Linked DNA regions of Triticum aestivum: region 2 is linked to region 1. The links are chromatin contacts, called in public Hi-C maps. All regions are on one chromosome and are shown on one strand. Each heading gives the region's core, a stretch centred on a gene start, on an enhancer-like site or on the middle of the called end of the contact. The rest is flanking DNA. Distances are from core to core; before and after follow the strand shown.

Evidence for each region. A called contact is a pair of places that touch in the nucleus more often than the background predicts.
Region 2: a Hi-C map of leaf shows a contact between it and region 1, with 5 times the contacts expected there. The contact joins the promoter of LOC123071104 here to the promoter of LOC123071102 in region 1. A contact is called at or near these places in 2 of 5 Hi-C or Micro-C datasets (both in leaf).

Annotation. Positions count from the first base shown.
Region 1 is chr3B:589,159,352-589,163,444 of IWGSC CS RefSeq v2.1, reverse strand. LOC123071102 (cytochrome P450 94B3) reads left to right here and starts at 2,438. Exons shown (of 1, transcript XM_044494578.1): 1 at 2,438-4,093. The coding sequence starts at 2,623.
Region 2 is chr3B:589,424,050-589,428,142 of IWGSC CS RefSeq v2.1, reverse strand. LOC123071104 reads left to right here and starts at 2,616. Exons shown (of 5, transcript XM_044494581.1): 1 at 2,616-2,908; 2 at 3,010-3,116; 3 at 3,224-3,310; 4 at 3,438-3,596; 5 at 3,703-3,987. The coding sequence starts at 2,779. The coding sequence ends at 3,846. LOC123071103 (psbP domain-containing protein 6, chloroplastic) reads right to left here and starts at 2,650. Exons shown (of 4, transcript XR_006434136.1): 1 at 2,191-2,650; 2 at 1,774-2,090; 3 at 1,396-1,693; 4 at 1,280-1,307.

The DNA of each region.
Region 1 (4,093 bases), core at 1,189-3,688:
TCGAAAGCAGTTGGTACAACGACGAAGCCATAGACTTCTAGTCATCGAACACTCCAACTGGTACGACCTATGCTGCCCCATGAAGAACCGCCGGCCATGGACGCACTAGGCACACTAAAGCGAGCTGTGGTGGCATCTCCCCTGACAATGCGCTACTGGTCCTGGGCATTGGCATGGATGCACCACGCACATTGGTCCACCTCGGCCGTGTCCTGTTGCTTCAGTGCGGCGCAGTCCACCGTGCAAGTCAGAGGATCAGACCGAGGGGATAGTAGGAGAGCTCGTGGTGCTCTGGGATAGCGCAGAAGCTACGGTGCGGCATGGGGCACAGCGGCACCACCGGTTCACCTTCAGAGCTTCACGACGGCAAGAGCACGAGTGGTCGGTGTGGTTCTTTGTCTGTGCGGTCAACCGTCATGCCGAGCCTCACCGGTGTGCCAAATATACCAGCCTGGTCGTGGCCAACCTCACACCCCAGTGAGTTGGTCAGAGATGTCCCCAATCGATGGCACAGTCGCCGAACCGATGACCAGTCATCACCACATTGATAGAGGTCCTCGGTGCCCTCAGCTCCATGGAGGTCCCCTAAAGGTTTCTCTTCCCTCGCCGATGAGCCATGCATTCTCATAGTCAGAGACCACGGCGCAATGCCCGCGGTCGACGGGCCCCACCACTGCGGTGCTCCTCCTCTCTCCCACCACTACGGTGCACGTAGAGACCACGGCCGCGCAGCACGCGCGACAGCGGCAGTGGGAACCGGTGACTCCTAACCCAGTCACTCGATTTGGTTTTCATCCATGGGTGTATTGTTTGAGACCGATCTGTCTCTGTCCAAACCAATCCAAATCAGTCCAATAATTGGTACTCCCTCCTTTCCAATTTATAGGGCTCAATTCAAAAATCTCACCAATCAAGGTAGATGGTGAGTGGTGGAATATTTTTTGTAGTTTTGCAAAAGCACCTAATTAATGCTCTTGTTTTTCTCAAAAAATTATGTTTATCAATGCATTAATTGCAATGCATGCATGCATGCATTAAGTACATGCATTGGTCAGTTTTCTCTTAATACTTGCATGCAATGATTTAATGCACCTTGGAATCTGAACATGTGATGAAAAACAACCAAATTAAGCCTTATAAAATGGAAAAAGTAAAATTTTGAGATAAGCCCTATAAACCGGAAAGGAGGAAGTACAGTCCAGTCCAAACCAAATTAATTAGGGGCTTAGCCCATTCCATCCAATCTGAAGGCAGACCAAAAGGCAAACTGTACTGAAACTGTAGTTTCAGTCCAAACCATTCCCAGGTTTACGCGCAACCTTGTCCTCCTCTGGAGCTCACACATCCGATCGAGCCCGGTGCCTCCTTCGGCGTCGGGCGGGGCTCCTCTTCCTGCAGTTGCTGCTTCGGCCTATGACCGACTGCCTCGTCTCCGATCTGTGCTCCGGCGGCATGGTATTGCTCGGAATTTGGCTAGCGCGAAATCCCTGCATCTTATGCTGGCAGCAGTGACACCCACGGGTGTCATCCTCTTTCTGGAGGGGCTGCCATGGCCATTATCCATGCCCCTGTTCGAGCATCAGGGGAAACCCTAGGACCGTTCTTTTTGACCAGACGATGATGGCGTCCTGGTGTTGTTCTCCTTCATGAAGGCATTGTCTTGATTTGCTTGCGGCGTCCTCGGTGCTGGATTGGAGATGCTTGGTCGTTTGATTGTTGGTTAGATAACTTCTCTAGTCGGCGAGTTTAGATGTGTTCTTTTTTTGTTTTTGGGTCGAGCATCTCTTGTTTCTCCGCTTCTGGCACCATGTTCACGCCCCTTGCGTGCGTGTCATGTGTTGTAACACCTCATGTACTCATTCTATTTTCATCTATCAACGAAATGATACGCAAGCTTTGCGTATTCCAAAAAAAGCAGTTATACTACTAAAGTTATAATTAGATCCGCTTATTACCGTATCAACGGTTTGCCATATGCCCATAAATTTTTCTTTTTGGAAGTCGATGCTAAAGATCCACGCAACACCTTGATTTGAGCGTCAGAAAACTTTTTATATTAATGTCAATGCTAAGATCTGCGTAACACCTTGATTTGTTTTCCATTTTATTTTGAAATTTCAAAGAGCGGGGTGAGGGGTAGGAGCCTCTCCGCCTGAATTTTTTATATATAGGAGCGGACCAAAGCCTGAATAAGGGTTTTACCGGGGGTTATGAAGAATGAAAAAGCCTGAATGATGTTTGCATAGGCACCAATAGCATGACAGCAGATACGTCGGGGCCGAGCGCTCCGGGACGATGCCACCGGCAGGCATTTTCATTCCCTTTTTCATTTTGATTGGTAAGCAGATCCTGAAAAAGCATCTACAGACATACTGTAAATGCAAGTGGTGATGTCCAATGTAGCAACCCGATGCATGAATCAAATAATTGAATCGGGAGGCAACTCTGACTCGTCGTCGATCGACTGTACTCACTCACCATAGAACTCTGAATCGGGAGGCAAGTCAGATCGAGTATACAACAAAACAGAAAAATCCTTGACCTCCCATCGCAGGCAGAGTGATCTAGTATCACCCGCACCGCTCGCACGCTAGGCAAGATCGACCAACTCACTCACTCACCATGGAACTCTCCTTGGCCTCATCCCTTCCCCTCCTCCTCCTCCCTCTCCTCCCTCTTCTCTACTTTCTCTACCTGCGGCCGGACCCCAAGAAGCAGCCTCGTGGGCATGGCCTCAAGGTCTACCCCATCCTCGGCACGCTGCCGCACTTCGTCAAGAACCAGGACCGCTTCCTCGAGTGGTACACCGGCGTCATGCAGGGCAGCCCCACGCACACCCTCGCCTTCAAGGTGCCCGGCCTCACCGGCGGCGCCATCACCGCCGACCCGGCATGCGTCGAGCACATACTCAAGGCTAACTTTGGGAATTACCCCAAGGGCGAGCTCTCGGTCTCCATGCTCGAGGACTTCCTCGGCCACGGCATCTTCAACTCCGACGGCGAGCAGTGGCTGTGGCAGCGCAAGGCCGCCAGCTACGAGTTCAACAAGCGCTCGCTGAGGAACTTCGTGGTCGACGCCGTCCGCTTCGAGGTCGTCGAGCGGCTGCTGCCGCTGCTCGACCGCGCGGGGCGCGACGGGCGGACGCTGGACGTGCAGGACGTGCTGGAGCGCTTCGCGTTCGACAACATCTGCCGCGTGGCCTTCGGCGAGGACCCGGCCTGCCTCGCCGAGGAGAGCATGGCCGCGCCCGAGAGCGCGGAGTTCATGGCCGCCTTCAACGACGCGCAGAACACCATCATGGCCCGGTTCATGTCGCCTGCCAAGTGGCTGTGGCGCGTCAAGAGGCTACTCGACATGGAGCCGGAGAGGCGGATGCGCTCAGCGCTCGCCACGATCCACGGCTACGCCGACAAGATCGTCCGTGAGCGCAAGGAGAGAGGGGAGGCTGGGCTGGTCAGCAGGGACGACTTCCTGTCGCGCTTCGCCGCGGCCGGCGAGCACAGCGACGAGAGCCTCCGCGACGTGGTCACCAACTTCATCCTCGCCGGCCGCGACACGACCTCGTCCGCGCTGACCTGGTTCTTCTGGTTAGTGTCCACGCGGCCCGACGTGGAGGAGAAGATCACGCGCGAGATCCGCGCGGTGCGTGCGTCGGGCGACGGCGCGTCGTCGACTCTCAGCTTCGACGAGCTACGCGAGATGCACTACCTCCACGCGGCCATCACGGAGTCGATGCGGCTGTACCCGCCGGTGGCCGCCGACACGCACAGCTGCAAGGAGGACGATTTCCTCCCGGACGGCACGTTCGTCGGAAAAGGCTGGCTGATGACATACTGCGCGTTCGCCATGGCGCGGCTGGAGGGCGTCTGGGGCAAGGACTGCGAGGAGTTCAGGCCGGAGCGTTGGCTCGACGAGGAGGGCGCGTTCCGGCCGGAGAGCCCGTTTAAGTACGCGGTCTTCCACGCGGGGCCGAGGATGTGCCTCGGCAAGGAGATGGCCTACATACAGATGAAGTCCATCGTGGCGTGCGTGCTGGAGAGGTTCAGCATCCGGTACGCCGGCGGCGAGGGGCATCCCAAGCTCATAATGTCAC
Region 2 (4,093 bases), core at 1,367-3,866, 260 kb before region 1:
TGTGAACAGCCTCGACGAGATTGTCGTAGTCGGCGTCGAGGCCTTTGATGACAAAGCCAGCAAACTCCTCGTCGTTGAGCGACCGACCGATAGAGGTGAATGTGTCCGCCAGCACCTTCATCTTGTTGAAGTAGGTCGTGGCGGAGGAGTCCCGCTTCTTAATGTTGGCGAGCTCGCTGTGAAGGGCCATCGAGCAGGAGGTAGAGACCTGGGCAAAGGCATGCTTCAGGGTCGTCCAAGCGTCCATGAAGGTGGTGGCGAAGAGACAGAGACCTGCGACCCCGTCGCCGAGGGAGACCTGGATGACAGAGAGGATCGCCTGGTCCTGCTGCACCCACATACGGTGTTTCGGGTTAATGGTCGGGCCGTGTACGGTAGGGATGACCTGCGGAGGTACCGGTAGCGAACCATCCACAAACCCTAGGAGAGACCGGCTGCGGAGCAGCGGTAGGACCTTGGCGCGCCAGAACAGGTAGTTGTCCGGCGTGAGTCTGATGGCGATCAAGTTGTCGAAGTGGAACGGCCCGGCGGGCGTGATGACGCCAGCAGCAGCGGCGGCGGTCGGCGGAGCCACGACAGGAACCACAGCCGCGACCGATGCCGCGTGTGGCGGCGCGGGAACGATCGGGATCATGGCCGCGGGTGGTGCTGTGAGCGAGGCTGCAGGTGGCTCCGCGGGCAGCGCCTCCCCCGAGGTCGCCGGTATGACGGCGAGTGTCTAGGAGGATCCAGAGGGGGCCATCGCGGACGGCGGCAGCGCGACTGGTGCTGAGGCCGTCGCGGGCGGTGACGGCGGGATCAGCGCTGAGGACATGGAGCCGACGGCGGTGATGCCGAAGAACCAAGGCACCGACGGAGCCAGGGGTGAGGTGGGAGGTTGAGGAGGGTGGCAAGTGACGCGGGGATTGACCGGGAGCTGGCGGCGCCTGAAGCGAAAGAGGTCATGGCGCCGGCGGCAGCATCCCTAGGGTTTAGGGTTTTGGTGGGGCGGCGGCGGCGGGTGGAGTAGAGGACCTAGGTTAGACTCGATACCATGTAAAACGTAGGTTTTGAGGAACTGACTCAACCCTCTATGGGGTGGCCTATCACACACATATATATAATGATGTCATACAAGTTCTATACCAATATGGTATGGATTACACAATAAGGCTACAATACGAAGTCGAACAGCTAGATCCCATTTAGGCCCTTAAAATATATTTTTGCTCCTCTAAAGTATTTTAAGAGATCGGCTAGAGATGCTCCAAGCGGCTGCAATGGTACCTCACGTGCATGGTAGAAAATTCAGACTCAAGACTTTTTTGCTGTTTGGAAGAAGAGACAAATTGTTCATGATCAGTGTGTACATTGGAATAACCTCTATAATAAGCCAGTGTACAAGCTTATAGTCACCTTAGTCGATCAAGGAGCTCATTACAAGTGTTCCAAGCCTCAAAAACAGGTACCAGTTTCTCTCGTGGAAGTAATGCAAGCAAATCCGCGCGTCCAGGTCTGGAGGCCAAGCCCCCACTTGCTGCAATCATATTTGGAATGAATCTACCATAGCCTTCAGGATCTTTTGCGACGACTGCCACTGCTTGTCGCTGGCGCTCGCGACGAAGAGCACCACCGTGCTCCCCTTGGCCGTGGCCTTGGCCAGATTGTGGGAACCCGTCAGTGCCAGTGGAGTCTCCAGCACATAGCTGTAGTACTGCATCACAATAATTTATGCCCATGCATCAGGAATTCAGGTTTCGGCAACACCATCAGTAAGTTGACTGATAAACTTACAGTTAGGTCGCCGATCTTCTCGACAGAGGTCTCGATGATCTCCTCGGGTTCCAAGGTGTTGCCGGTGACGAAGGGCCCCAGGGAGGCGATCAGCTTCTCGGGGCTGCCGATGTCCTCGATGGTGGCGTTCGGCCGGTTGGTCAGGCGGATGAGCGGCGAGGCCACCACCTGCACTTTGCCCTGCCTCTCGTCCTCGAATTTCACCTCCACCCATGGCTCCGCGCACTTGGGCTGGCAGTAGTTGCCGGACAGTATGTTGGCCACTCGCAGCTGCTTCCAGGTGGGCGGTAGGATGAACTCGTAAGGTTCTACATTGCCTGAATTTCATGAGCAAAACTGGACTCAGCTGATGAATCAACAGGGTGCATCAGATTGCAAGATTGGTACTAGAAAGTACAGCAAGAATCGAGTGATCACCAGCCCGGAGGGCAGGGGTGTCCTTGGTGGTGGCCTTGAAGAACACGAAGCCCGGGCTGGACGGCGCCGGCGGCAGGTACTTGCCGGCCTCGACCTCGCGCGCCCCTACGGGCAACGTTGTCGCCGAGAACAGCGCGCCGAGTGCTGTTCCCACCACCAGCTCCCTCCTGTGACTGACAACCGCGAGCGGCGCCGGCTGCGTGGCAGCGGCCGCGTTGTCCACCGACACAGCGTGGGGAACAGAGGAGCGCGTGGTTACCGACGCGACCGGCAGCCGGAGTGTAGGCCGCAGGAGCGGGGAGAAGACGGAGGAGGAAGAAGCCATGAGCGCGCGAGGGCCACGGGTTCGCGCGCGCGGGGTGGGTCGGGAGAACGGCCACTCTTATCCAGACGAGTGTGATATTTGGTCTCGTCGACGCGCTCGCATTTTTGGCCTCGATGTGGCGAGCTTGTGTACGTGTACGTGTACGCGGACGCGGCTGAGCAGCGCCCCCTCAGTCAGTTAGCACGTCGAGGATAAGGTGGGATAAAGGGAGCCAGAGGCGCGGGTGTGCGGCCGAGCAGCAACGGTGGAACTACTCGGCAACCATGGCGCCTGCAGCCCTGTCCGCCCCGGTCCTTCGCGTCTCTCCCCGCTCGGCCGGGACTACGGCCACCGCCGCGCCCGCCGGCGGTGTCCGCTTCGGCCAGACGGCCTGCCTGCACCCCGGCCACTCTGGTACTTTTGCTTCTGCTCCATGCTCTTGTGACAATGAGCTGCACGAATCCAGTGAGCAGATGGATTTATTAACAAACTGATCTTGTTATGATCTCCGGAAGCCCAAGCTGTGCTGGGATCGAACGCGCTGCTGCTGAGGCCCGTGGGGCAGAGGAGGCGGTCGGCGCTGAGAAGCAGCGTGGATGACTCCAAAGCCACGGATGACAAGGTGAGCACAGCATGCGCTGCGTCCCGAAATCCTCGGCGACTCGTTCGGCCTTCCACGACACGCTGGAGCTAACCAGGCGATTCGCCCGCCCGCTTGCGTTTCCGCAGGTGGAGTTCGGGTACTCGAGGAAAGACGTGCTGCTGATCGGCGTCGGCGTCACCCTCCTGGGCTACGGCCTCAAGTCCGGCCTCGAGGTGACCTCCTCTTCATTTCTCTAGTAGCAAAACCCGGCAGCGTCTCAATTTGCCATCGATGAAGAAGAAGAACCCGTCTGTTTTTCACCTGAACCTGATCACAAACCCTGTTCCTGACCGCGCGCAGTTCCTCGGCGTCGACCCCCTGCAAGCCGGCAACGTGGTCCAGCTGTTCATCGTGCTCGGGATGACGGTGGGGTGGATCTCCTCCTACATGATCCGGGTGGCCAACAAGGACATGACCTACGCCACGCAGCTCAGGAACTACGAGAAGCAAGTCATGGAGGTGAGCTAGTGACCCTTTTTTGTCACTCTGGCACGTTCAACTGTATGCATAAACTTGTGAGTTGTCAGTTGTGACTGAGTGCCACCATTAACTGTTTTCGTTGCAGAAACGGCTGGAGAGCCTGTCGGAGGCGGAGCTGCAGGTGCTGCTGGAGCAGGTGGAGGAGGAGAAGGAACGCCTGCCGCCGACGAGGAGGGATCAGGGTATCACCATCAACAGGAAGATGGAGGATCAGACCACTGCTAACTAATAGCTAGAACACCTCGATCATGATACTAGCCCAGTACACTGTTAGGATAGCTTTGCATCGATTGATTATGGGTTTTCCTTTGTTATAAGAACTCTGTAGCACAATACTAGTAGTAGTGCTCGTAGCAGCAGCATTGAGTTATACTCCGATCTCCGAAAAATAGTACCGAGATTCACATGGATGAACGCGATACATAAATCAACATGACAACAAAACTCAAACATTGTCGACACAAGAATCGCTTGAA